2 separate regions of the Triticum aestivum genome follow, and region 1 is linked to region 2. The links are chromatin contacts, called in public Hi-C maps. All regions are on one chromosome and are shown on one strand. The core of a region is the stretch at or near the end of the contact, and the rest is flanking DNA. Distances in the headings are between cores, read along the strand shown. Region 1 holds the start of LOC123092351. Region 2 holds the start of LOC123092350 (probable enoyl-CoA hydratase 1, peroxisomal).

Region 1 (6,298 bases), core at 1,166-3,665, 280 kb before region 2:
TAAATGTTGTTCGAGGTGCTGATAACCATTGGCTGCTGGCATATATAATTACAAATAAACGATATATTTTATAATATCCATCAAACAAATTGAGATGGATAAATCGTTCGACCTGAATCTGTTAGAACTTGTGAAAATGTGAGGGTAATGTTCTTCTAAGCAAAGTGAATATAGTTCAGGATGAAAGTCATGAAACTCCCACTTGTTGAATCAACTTATTTTCCTTTGTAATACCTTCTGTGCAGTCTCCTTTATATTTCAGCAGGGTCCCCTACATTCTAAAAGAATAATTGTATGCATATTTTGTCTCTGGCCAGTTTACTAAGGATTGTTGGGCTCTTATCAATGTCTTTTGGGACTCATCTATGCATATGCTCCAATTTTTAGAGAAGGCTAAGGATGTTGCACGAGCATGACTATCTCTATCTAAAATACTGTTCAAAGTTTTGATAACCGCAGATTACCTGCATATGTAGTTACAAAGAAACACATTAATTATTTATTATACCATCAAACAAATTTAGATGGAGGAAATTGTTTGGCTTGGATCTATTAAAAGTGAGAGTGTGTTTTTTTTAAGGACAGTGAGTATAATTCACATTCAGAATGCAACTCCCACTGGTTACCTTCTTTTCCTTTATCTTCTTATGTATTATCTTTTGTATAATAACTTTTAAATAATTTCAGTAGGGTTCTTCTCTTCTGTTTCCCTCAAATAGTAATAGGAAAATAAACAACCAGAAGAATTAGGCTGTTTACTCAATATTCCCAAAAGACTACAAGTCTACACACGAATAATAGCTATAATTTGCATGCAGGTGGGAAAGGAGTTAGAAAAGCATTTTATATAGAACAATATATAAGTGTACGTACCTTATCAAAATTAACAACAAATATAGCAACAGGTACAGGCCTATCCATTTCAGTTGCAGAGCGACCAGGCTCCATATCAAAAATAAATGAGTATAGCCTCTCGAATATAGGTTCTACTACAGTTGCTTCTACCTCAAAGAGAGGGAATTCCCTACCATATTCACTCTGTGGGGGACAAAATAATTAGTGTCATGTCTTGTGTCAATCAAGATCAGAACAGCGTTTAAAGATACTTTTATAGGGAAATAACATATTTCTACCTCTCTCGCAGTTCCTGCAGAAACCATAGCCTCCTTCAGTGACTTCTCAAGCGAAATAAGCTCTGGTTGTCCAGCCTAATGAAGCAATAATTTCAGTAATATCACTGGATGAAAACAAGACCTCCATTGTGGCGAAAAATAATCTACATGACCATCGTAAATGAAGCCTTACCGCTATGACATTATACATGATATGGTGCTCAATATCAATTGGCTCCCCTGTCTCGAAACAAGAGGGCCTATGGAGTGGAAAGCTCATCTTTAGGAATTGCTCAAGCTTGTGCCCATCCAAAGGGTATCTATATCCTCCATCACCATTGAAACCAATCAGAACAACGTTAACCTCGAGGGGCACTTGAAATGGAACCTGCAAAATTCCCCAAATGTGTTTATAGAAGTTCAATCTTAATAAGGTAACACCACACATGTTTTGGAACACACAGAGATTTGAGCAGAGAAATAGGGAATGATTACAGATACATCACTACTGTTTGCTCAGTTCTCCTGGTTATACGAGCACCAGTATGACCATGGCAACCGATTAACTAATGTCAGGCTCAATTTAATCTACGGTGCCCCAAGTCCCAGGCATAATTCATAACGCGAACCCATGTGAACACTCTCACACATCTTCGCAGCCAGAGTCTACATGTATATATTAAAAGTTCAAAATTGGGAAATTTTGACACGTCCCACAATAAAAATTGCTCTCGATGTCACTGACGGAGAGAACCGAAATCCGGTGGCAGGCGCGGATCCCATACACGCGGGAGTAGTATTCACCGCACCGCCAACCGAGATCGGATCCATTCGAGCTCAATTACTCTGCGCAGATCGCGTCTGCAGAGGCCACGCGCGAGGGGGATCGGAGAGGTTTAGCGAGGGAGTGGCGAGAGGGGGGGGGGGGGGGGGGGGGGCAGTGGAGTACCTCTGCGCGGGTGTGGAGCATGCGGCGAACGTCGGCGCGGACGCTTTCCTCGACGTCGTGGAAGGCGCCGTGGTGCCAGTGCTCGTGCCCGGGGTCCCGACGGAACGCCTCTCGCCGCGCCGCTGCCGACGCGGCGGCGGTGACTGCGAGGAGGAAGAGGATGCGGAGGAGGAGGGGAGGCGCCATGGGAGGCGGGGAAAGAGAAGCGCGGGAAACCGCCTGGACTGGGGGAGCTTCGCCGTGGCCGGCTACGAGGCAGTAGTGGGCAGGCGGAGGAGGGGGCAGAGCGGTCGGCGGCACCACACGGTCCACGGCGAGTGCATGCGGGCGTTTCCTCTCTCGGCTAGGCCGTCGTCGCTTTGAGATTAGTGGTGTTTGACTTGTGTGGACTCGGGGGGATCGATGGATCAAAAAATCTGTTTTTCTTTTCGAAAAACTACTAGGCTTTATTCATTAAGAGGTATAAATACAGGTATTAGAGCATGGTTAATAGTATAGCCAACTATTCCATCCGTTCCTAAATATTTGTCTTTTTAGAGATTTCAACAAGTGACTACATACGAAGTAAAATGAGTGAATCTACACTCAAATATGTCTATATACATCCATATGTGCTGGTTCATTTGAATCTCAAAAAGACAAATATTTAGGAACAGATGGAGTATATGATATTGCCATGTCATATATAATCACTGACGGAGTCCTAGATTAGGGGATACTCGGCATGTCCGTTGCGTGACCTATGGGTTGGGCCGAGGACCCCCCCCCCCCCAAGCTTATCATCGGTGGGCTTCGCTCATCTGGGCCAGGAACATCGGGAAGGAATGGCGTGAAGACTTACGTATACTCCAAGAGTAGAGATAGTCCTCGGCACGATTGCCCTTTAAATGCAATCGACATTATGTAAACCCTAGATACCCCGGTGTCTATATAAACCAAGGTGTTAGGGCCTTCGAGGGACAGATTCACATCCGATTTCGTGGTACATCACCTATACTTTGCACCTCAGCCGCAATCAATAGAACAAAGCAGGACATATGGTTTTACCTCTTCGAGAGGGTCCGAGCCTAGGTAAACATCATGTCCCTTGTGTCCTTGTTACCATCTAGCCAAGCCTACCAGATTGGGGGGCCCTACCCGAGATCCGTCGGACTTAGCTCCGACATTGGTGACCCATACAAGTCCCTCTAGGAAATCGAAACGGCTCGATGGCTCGCAGATTGACGACAGCGTCGGTTGTGGTATGGCTTTCTTCTCGGGACAACTCTTTGTCTTTGGCAGCATTACTCTTTATGCAGATTAGACTGGTCACCTCGGTCAGATCGAAAATTACGCTCCAGGCCATATCATCAAATTTAGGAACCTCAAGTACGCCATAGATTCCCGCGGCGCTATCGCGTTTTCGGGCTGGGTGTCAGACCAAGCTAAGGACTGCCCTGACGCCTCCATCCAGATCTCGGATTCAATCTCGGATCAGGACCATAACATGGATCACACCTCGGGCCTGGCTTTGAGCTCGGAGCCGAGTACTACATCAACGGGTCAGGCATCTATCTTGACCAACGAAGACCCTGAGGCCATGTTAGATCGAACCTCAAGTAAACTTTAGTTGAGCCCCACTTTTGATCGGGATATGGGCGAGGCAGACAAGGCACTTCTGAACAACGTTAAATCGGATTCAGAGCCTGGTCATCTCGGACGACTGGACCTTGTTGTATGATCAGGTCTGGGAAAACCAGGGAAGGCTGGAATTTTTACCCACCCTCCACCCACCTAGTCGCTATCATAAAAAACTTACCGATGTTTTAGACAATGCCTCCGAGGAGGCCACCGACGTAGATGAGACGTCGGTGAGATGTCAGATATCGCTCCACCACCAGCCATCAACCATACCGGCAGGTGGACCGCGACCTCCACCTTCGATGTCTACATGGTAGACACTTCCAAGGATGAAGGAGGAGGAGGAGAAAACTCCATACGCTGACACAAGGGCGCCGTAATGGGGGGGCATGCAATGGAGATACAAGCAAGGGGACCGAAAGCGGTGATACTACCAATGGTGACGCAACTAATGATGGAACCATTAACAGTGGCAGCGACAATATCAACGCCGATGACATGATCAACGGGGATTAAGACGACCCCAACGACAGCGACTACAATCCAGAGGCCGAGGAAGAAGAAAGCCTTGGCCTCGTGAAAGTGCAACTAATCCCTGAGTGGTTTTGATAATTAATAACAACATATATGTCATTGAACTAATGCCTATTCTAAAATAGATTTCAGGAAAGTTCAATGTTGGCATACCAGGGACATGTGGAAGTGGAACCCCCCCAAATGCTATCATAACATATTGGCACAAAGCTTCAAGATTCTTCCATTTTGGTTAAGTGCTCCAAGATCACATTGAGTCCATACGAAAGCCATTACTATTAAAAGGGGATGAGGTTTTGATCATGACTTAGTTGCTCAAGTGCTTGAAGATATTGCTCCAAAACCAGCCACTTCCCCACATTTAAATATGTCCAAAACTGATACGTCCATTTTGCATCATGTTTTCCTACTGTTATTTATGATGTTTTTATACATAATAATGCTTTATGGAGTAATTCTAATGTTTTTTCTCTCATAATATGCAAGGTTCACACAAAGAGGGAGAATACCGACACCTGGAATTATGGACCTGAAAAAGCTACGCCAGGCCACCTATTCTGCACAACTCCAAATGAGCTGAAACTTCACAGAGAATTTTTATGGAATATTTAAGAATTATTGGAGCAAATAACTACCAGAGGGGGGGCACCAGGTGTGCACAACCCATCTGGGCGCGCCAGGGGCCCCAGGACGCGCCCTGGTGGGTTGTGCCCTCCTCGACCCACCTACGGTGCCCCTATTCTGGTATATAAGTCATTTTGACCTAGAAAAAAAATCAGAAGAGGACTTTCGGGACGAAGCGCCACCATCTTGGGGTGGAACATGGGCAGGAGCACTTTTGCCCTCCGGCGGAGCGATTCCGCTGGGGGAACTTCCCTCCCAGAGGGGGAAATCATCATCATCATCATCATCACCAACAACTCTCCTATCTTGAGGAAGGCAATCTCCATCAACATCTCCAACAACACCATCTCCTCGCAAACCCTAGTTCATCTCTTGTGTTCAATCTTTGTACCGGAACCTTAGATTGGTGCTTGTGGGTGACTAGTATTGTTAATTACATCTTGTAGTTGATTACTATATGGTTTATTTGGTCGAAGATTATATGTTCAGATCCATTATGCTATTTAATACCCCTCTGATCTTGAGCATGATTATTATTTGTGAGTAGTTACTTTTGTTCTTGTGGCCATGGGACAAATCTTGTTGTAAGTAATCATGTGAACTTGATATGTGTTCGATATTTTGATGATACTAGACCATGATGGCGCGCGTTGCAGCGCCCATCTATTTTTTTTATAGAATGGTAGGAATTTTCTTACATGAAACATTTAAGTTAAATGTGTATAAACTTTCCGCACATCACGTTTGTAAAGTTACCCAATATTTCGTGGGTGATATGCATAAAGTGCCCATCTTGCTCAAGCCCATCTCAAAAACAAAAGGTAGACATGTTTAAACCGTATAAATGAACAGTTGGAATTAAAATGCCTTGCTCTTAGCAGGATGCCACTACTTTCTTTATGGTATGACTTACATCCTAATAGCATTAAGCAAAGCACATTCACTCATGGCAATTAATCCAATATACAACACAACTGTCGGACAATCAAAATGACAAGTTTGAGCACATATCCTACTTTATATAGAGGCTGGTTGTTGATCTACCCACCTTTGGGTTGGGTGAAACTTAATTTTGATGGATCGTTATCTTCAGATGGAAGAACTGGAGCTGGCATGGTGTTATGAGTTGACACCGGACCTATTATTTTTTTCCTCTTGCATAGAGCTTTTCTCCTATTGGGATGATTTAGAATCAAAATGATGTGCTTGTTTGCAGGGCTTATCACTGGCCTTCAGAGGAGTGACCTTCCCGTGATAATTGAAGTGGACTCTCTTAAGTTACAAATATGATTCAATCCGGCGACATGGATAGATCGGTGTATTCCTCTTTGGTGAAAGAAATAAAGTACCTCTTGAGTCTTCGTATAATTAGTATTACACATGTTAGGCGCTCCCAAAATAAAGTTCGCAACTTTCTAGCAAACTCTGCTTGCTTAGAAAGTAGAAATATAAGTTGATT
Region 2 (6,929 bases), core at 1,941-4,440:
CATGATTATTCAAAGTTCTATCAATCCCAACAGTAATTGTTTTTCCACCGTTTGCTATTTTTCTCGAGAGAAACCACTAGCGAAACCTACGAGCCCTGGGTCTCTTTTCATCATATTTGGCTTTGCGATCTATTTTCCTTTGTATTTATTTTCAGATCTATTAAACCAAAAATATACCTTGCTGCAATTTATTTGTTCCGCGATCTATTTATCCTATCTACCATTTTTTTACCTCACGTTATTTGCCTATCTTGAAGCGTCGTACCCGAAAGGGATTGACAACCCTTTAACACGTCGGGTTGCGAGTATTTGTTATTTGTGTGCAGGTGCTGTTTACGTGGTGTGAGAAGGTTCTTCTACTTGTTCGATAACCTTAATCTTCTCACTGAGGGAAATACCTATCGTCGCTATACTGTATCATCCCTTCTTCTTTGGGGAAATACCGACGTAGTTCTAGCAGACATCAAAAGGAATTTCTGGCGCCGTTGCCGGGGAGGATCTTCAACATCAACCAGGTTCCTAATCACAAATCTCTTCTGGTAGCTTCTTCAGAAAAACACATTTTCTGTTCAAAATTGCCATCATTCGAAACTGCCAGAAGAAAGTGTTCACCTGTCATCTACCTCCCAGCTGACGTTTGTCAGATGTCGGATAACATTACTGCAGCTAAAAGGGGGGAATGTGATGACAGTAGAAACTTCAAAGTAAAACAACGTGGGTCTTCCAGTAATAGGAGTAGCAATTTGACATTTCCACAAGCTTTATAATAAAAGGAGCCATATAATAAAAAGGCACATACACACAGAGCACCGCATCTACAACTTCGATGGTGCTTTAGAACTCCGGCCTTGTATAAACTTCTGCATATTTGCAAATTGCTCCTTTGTCATGCCATTGTAATAGTTGACAGCTCTTTCCTGAAACCATAGCACCAATGCTAACATTAGAGGTATGTCTTCACTGAGTATTGAAAGTTGGAAACAGTAATAAGAGCAATTTCCGTTTCTTTCAGCTAGAATGCTTGCCCCTATCAAATTAAGACTTTATACGTTTCTAAGAACACTATTTCTAATGTACAATGAACATACATACTGTGGATGCTAACATATGATCTGCCGAGTTCTTCATGACCATATATCGGTTAAAAGTTTGCACAAAACAAAGCTGGGATTGCTAAAGAGATCCTTGAAGCATTTACAGCTCGAACTGGATTGGTATGAATTTCGACAAATTCATCTTAGTGCCCATGTGACAAATGAAGAGAGCATTTCTGTCTCCCGAATGACCCATGGCCTGCTTTCCTCAAACTTATCTAAGATGACCCCTACCAGGCAAAAAACTTCCCCAAGAATGCATATCACCCTACCCTTGATGATTTTTCTTTTTTCTTTTGCGGAAGTACCCTTGATGCTACTGACTAGGGCTGCAGAGCGGCACCTGATCCGCTCCGCCTCGTAGTATAAACAGATCAACTTAACTATAATTTCCTCACCCGGATTTAGCTTAGCTTGCACTATTTTCCTACTTATGCGGGATATGCGGGACGCCCGCCTGCATCCCTGCTATTGACCGAAGACTTCTAGTGTCCTTTGTGAATCATATCATTATTATGGGAGGTAGTAGGTTAACCTTAAAGTCTGTTATCTGTTCAAAAGATGTATTACAATGGTTTCCAGAGAAGATTGATAAAATATCATTCTACTGCAAGAATGGCAACAAGGGTGCAATAGCTGAATACATAAATAGCAACAAATAAATTTCATTTTCTTTTTCCCTGTTTCAAATCCCAACAAGGGCTACCAAAATCAGGAACACAAATTAACTAGAATGCATGGCCGTTGATACCAAAGAGGATTTAAGACTGTAAAGCAGTTTTATGGATATTCTGTCAAATTTCTAGTGTACCAAATCAATCTAATTCTGCCTGGTTTTTCATTAACACACTGTTGCTAACATTCACAAGATCACCTCAGAGTTTCATAATTTGAGCACCATAGAGAATCAAAACAACAAATATTGGCTGTAAGTTAAGCCATGGATACGTAATTGTGTCATGCACTTCATAAATTCGCACCTTTTCAAGAGCTCGGGCATGTTTCATGTCCAGCTGAAGCCCATCATTTATAACTGACTTGTATAGCACCACCAAGTTGCGGTTATTCTTCACAATGGCCTCGGCGACCTCTATGGCCTTACTCAGCACCTGACTATCTTCCACAATGTGGTTAGCAAGCCCCCACTTCTCAGCCATTTCAGCAGTGACAGGCATGCAAGCAAGTGACACTTGTCGTGCTCTGTTTGGCCCGATGAGACGAGAGAGCTTCTGTGAAAGACCCCAAGAAGGAAATATCCCAAACCTACATCAGATTGGACAAAGGCTGATTAGAAGACAACAAGCAAAGCGCACAGATGAAACGGCAATGGCATGAGCAGGGTTTGTAAGTTGTAGGACAGTGCAGACACGCCCAATTTCAGGTAGTACAAACATATGTGTTGAACACTAGCAACTCGAATGTATAAAATTTCCCCATACTGAATTGCAGGAGTACAAAATATTTGCAGCAAATCTTGTGTTTCATTTGCTCTGCCCACACAAGAATTTCACTAGCATGGATATATTGAGTTCGAGTGAGATTTTCCAGCTCAACTAGTAGTACGAAGTTTTAATTACCGTCTACTGAGAAACTGAACAGATTGAGGACCAGCCAAGTTGGATTTACTTCCGTGCAGAAATGAGATGAAGAAGCGTGTGAGGAGAGGTAGCTCACTTGGCGTGGGTGTCGAGGAACTTGGCGGAGCGGCCAGCGACGAGGAGATCGCAGGCGAGTGCGATCTCGAAGCCCGCGGTGACCGCGAACCCGGCGACGGCGCCGACGATGGGCTTCCGGCAGAGCTCCATCTGGGCGACGGGGTTAGCGGCGGGGTCGTTGACGTCGCCCTTGAAGACCTCCTCCGCCGCCGTGAGGTCCACCCCTGCGCAGAAGGAGCGGCCGCGGCCCGCGAGCACCACCGCGGCCACGCCGTCGTCGGCGTCCAGCCGCCGGAACGCCGAGGCCAGGGAGATCATCATCGAGCGCGTCAGCGCGTTCAGCGCATCGGGGCGGTTGATGGTCACCACGGCGACCTTGGACCCCGGCCTCGCCGGCTCGACCAGGATGAGGTCGCCGGAGTCCGGCGAAGTGGCCCCCATCAAGCTGGGCGGGTGAAATCGGGCTAGCGTCTCGATTTGGTTGAGCGATCGTAGCTTGGGACCGTGTGCTTGTGCAAGCGACCTTTTGACTTTTGAGAACTGCTCTAAATTGCGAAGTGCTGCACCGAACTGAAGACTCAGGGCGGTTCTGATAAATACTAGTGCTACTTGGATGTTTTTGTTTTCTCCGGAAAAAAGGACTGATAAGGTTTTTTTTCCTAAAAAAAAGGAAAAAAAGGACTGATAAGGTTGGTGGCGTGGCATGTGTCAGTTACGTGCCGTGCGTATGGTTTCGCTTCTACTCTGATTTCTTTCCCTCAAAACAAAACAAAAAGAACTGCAATTTCGGTTTGGTTGGAAACGCCGGCGTCACAGCCTAAACCGCACGTCTTCATCGGATCACAATTTGTCGCACGCGATCGATTATCCATTGAGCTCGACAATACTGCAATCATCAACGGCTACGGCTTCGTTTTTTCTTCTTCTTTTTATTAGTAGAAGTAGACAGACACACCTCGCAGATGAAGCGTGGCTAGAATGGGGTAGGCAAACTGAACAAATAGGACCGAGACCTTCCAAGACAGCGCGCGGTCAGGCTGCTATCTTCTACCTAGCTCTGAGATACAGTAAGCACTATACGATTGGTTCCAAGCTAAGCATCGTCGAAGAGCAGCTGGCGCACGTTGACAGGTGAGATGTCCGCCGGGTCGCCGTCGAGGATGCGGCTGGCTATGAGCACGTTGGCGGCGTCGCTGGGGTGGTACGCGTCCCAGAACACGTACTTGGACCTGTCCGCGCAGTAGCTCGACGTGGGTCCGCAGGGCGCCAGCCCGCCGAACCGCCCGCCCACGTAGCAGCACGCCGAGTCCGCCACCTCGAACCCTACACACAGACAATCAACCCAACGCCGAGTCACATATATAAACACCCTTGTTTCTCCATCTGATCATTCTTGATGACTTGATGTCATATGGGCTATATTATGGTACCGTGCGACTTATAGTTGGCGATGATGTCGGAGACGATGCGGTAGACGTCGGCGTAGACGAAGCGCGAGCCGCCGAGGCCGGCGCCCAGCTCGGTCACCACGGCGCGCAGCTTGCGGTTGAAGGACTGGGCCAGCTGGTTCGGGAACTCGGCGCACGCCCCGGCCCCGGCCCCGGCCCCGGTCGCCATGATGTCCCTCAGGTACGGGATGCAGCCGATCGGCCCCACGTTCACCACCACGATCTTCCGGGCGTCCAGAAGGTACAGCCTCTGCGCCCAATGCGACTATGTAAGCAAACTCTAATTAATTGATCACGACCAACTGAAGCTGTTGACGTGATCATGCATGCATGCGACGAACGAGCTAATAAGGCTGGGAATGGGATGGCATGCACGTACGATGAGCTGCTGCCGGTACTTGGCGATCATGCCGTTGATGAAGGCCTCCGGCGGCGTCACGGCGCGCTCCGGCACGGACAGGACGGGGACGAGGTAGTTGTTGATGAAGTCGTTGGAGCCCATGGTCACCGAGAAGAGCGCGCCCCTCAGCCGGCTCACCGCTGCCACCTCCCCGCGCTGTGTCATCAAGTCGCGCCGGTTCTTGGCGTAGTTGTCAATCTGCGCATCCAGGTTTATACGCCCACCCTGCCCAAATTTCACGATTTACCACTCGATAAAAGACCTTGCGTTTTGTTGTACTTGAGCGCTCAAGGGGAAAAAATCATCTAAGACGCGATTATCCTTCCGGAATCGTCGTTTCACAAAAGAGAGATTACTGCCGGAACTGAAAATTTACATCAACTATGAAATGTGCTGCGACATGGATTAACTACAAGTCTCTATTACTAGATCACGCACAAGGCAAGCTATCGGAGAAGGCCTCATGCGGAAGCAATGATCGCAGCTTACGCGGGGCATGTTGATGAAAAGCGGAAACAAGAAGGATCTCGACACAAAAAGCGAGCAGTTTAGTAGTAAGTATACTGACGAAGATGCTCCCGGTCTGGTTGAGTATGCCGCCGCCGCCGGACGCGTAGTTGACGCCTCTGAACAGGACGTCGCCGGTGGTGTTTGGGTCCATGTAGGGCGGCACAAACCCTCCCAGCCCCATCTCTTGCCCTGAAATCGTGCCAAAGTTTTTTCTTTAATAAATAGAGAAGAGAGGCAGCGTGACAGTAAAATTCAGATGCGAAATGTTTATCACCTAGTATGTCGACGATGGTCCGGCCGTTGGTGTACCGGCCGGTGGGCTGGTGGCCGTCGAAATCGATGCCGTTGGGGGCATAATTCGCCCGGGACAGCGTGGCGATGTAGTTATTGTTGCCGGCGTCGACGAGCGAGTCGCCGAAGACGAATGTTGCCGGCGGAACAGCAGCGGTGCCGGCAAACAGCGCGCCGATGCACGCCAGTAGAGTAAAACGGGATGCCATGCCTGATTGCAGCTCGTGTGAGGGGCTCATCCGTGAGCGAGCAATGTCACGCTAGGACTAGGAGCGGGAAAATGTCAAAAAATCCTACGGCAGCAGTACTGAAGGCAATGTTGCAATTGAGGATGGCGAGGGGAGATAACCGTTGCTTGCCTTTTTATATACTACTCCGCTGAGAGGCATAATCCGATGGAGTACATGAATGAATGAGAGAGTGGAGACGAACCGACAAAACCGTGATCAAGCGAAATGGCACGATTAGTGACTTGGAGTGCCAATTAGGCCGCAAATGACAAATCCAATCCCACGGACGAGGTTTGAAACCGAGAAGAAAGGGCAAGAAACACGAATAAACAAGGAGAGAAGATTTGTGTGGCCTCTGAAGGCTTTCGCACATATAAAAAACTCACATGGCATTGTTTTTGCATGAACCTTTGCATCTTGGCAATGAATGGCTGCTCGTTTATCAAGCCTCCGCGGCTACCCGTGAAACTTTTGCCGCCGGAGAGGGAGACGAGTCCGTGCCGCACCGTATTTTGGGCAGGGTTCAGCGAATATCATGAGATTAGATCTTTGCAGTTGCAGTGGCGTGTCGTCAATCAATTCTAGTCCTATGTGCATTCATTTTTCTCAGGACACAGGCTGCAGCTGCATTTACCTCTACCCTCGGAACTCAAATCTTGAGAGATCGCTGCCACGGTATTCACTGCATCGTCACGGCATGAGGCTTGATTGGTCCCGTCTCGTGATTTCACACGAGATGCGCCGCGATAAATCGATTGTAAGAGCATGGTTAATAGTATAGCCGGCTGCTGGCTATAAGCCAGTGCCATGTCATATACAGCCCATCTTATAGCTAAGATATACAATAGTAGATAAAAAAAGTGTACTACTTTTTTATTATACGGCCCACCTTTCATTCTCATAAAGTGCCTAGGAGCACGTGCTAGAGCTGGTTCTTCACGAAGAGCCCGCTTATCTTCTCTCCCCTTTTTTCTTTCTTGCAACTAAGCAGAAATATACTAGTTTATTCCTTATAGCCCGCTGACTAAGCTCTATTGTACTTGCTCTAAAGCTGGTTGGCAGGAAAGTTTCGTCTGTTGTCGAGGATTTTTTTTGTTTTTTTCCTCTCAAAGGGTTGAGAAGTCGATGCACGATTGCAGACGTCGTATGCCAAACCAAGCAAGAAGCATCGAGGTTGGCCTGTCAGAGGGTCAATCGCAGGTGAACATGCATCGTTTGGTGCAGGCAATCCAATTCAGAGGGCAAGTGGTGTTTTCCCTTTTTGGGTTATGTATTTTCCCCTTTTTTTTAAAAAAGAAAGG

Evidence for each region. A called contact is a pair of places that touch in the nucleus more often than the background predicts.
Region 1: a contact with region 2 is called in a Hi-C map of leaf, with 3 times the contacts expected there. The contact joins the promoter of LOC123092351 here to the promoter of LOC123092350 in region 2. A contact is called at or near these places in 2 of 5 Hi-C or Micro-C datasets (both in leaf).

The regions. Positions count from the first base shown.
Region 1 is chr4B:399,867,583-399,873,880 of IWGSC CS RefSeq v2.1, reverse strand. LOC123092351 reads right to left here and starts at 2,415. Exons shown (of 16, transcript XM_044514118.1): 1 at 2,062-2,415; 2 at 1,306-1,500; 3 at 1,134-1,208; 4 at 874-1,038. The coding sequence starts at 2,247.
Region 2 is chr4B:399,590,973-399,597,901 of IWGSC CS RefSeq v2.1, reverse strand. It overlaps LOC123092350 (probable enoyl-CoA hydratase 1, peroxisomal), which reads right to left and starts at 3,190. Exons shown (of 3, transcript XM_044514117.1): 1 at 2,769-3,190; 2 at 2,075-2,357; 3 at 699-917. The coding sequence starts at 3,190. The coding sequence ends at 816. It overlaps LOC123092349 (GDSL esterase/lipase At4g16230), which reads right to left and starts at 6,116. Exons shown (of 7, transcript XM_044514116.1): 1 at 5,382-6,116; 2 at 5,166-5,296; 3 at 4,577-4,822; 4 at 4,180-4,447; 5 at 2,769-4,072; 6 at 2,075-2,357; 7 at 699-917. The coding sequence starts at 5,637. The coding sequence ends at 3,843. LOC123092348 (a long non-coding RNA gene) reads right to left here. Exons shown (of 3, transcript XR_006444486.1): 3 at 6,909-6,929.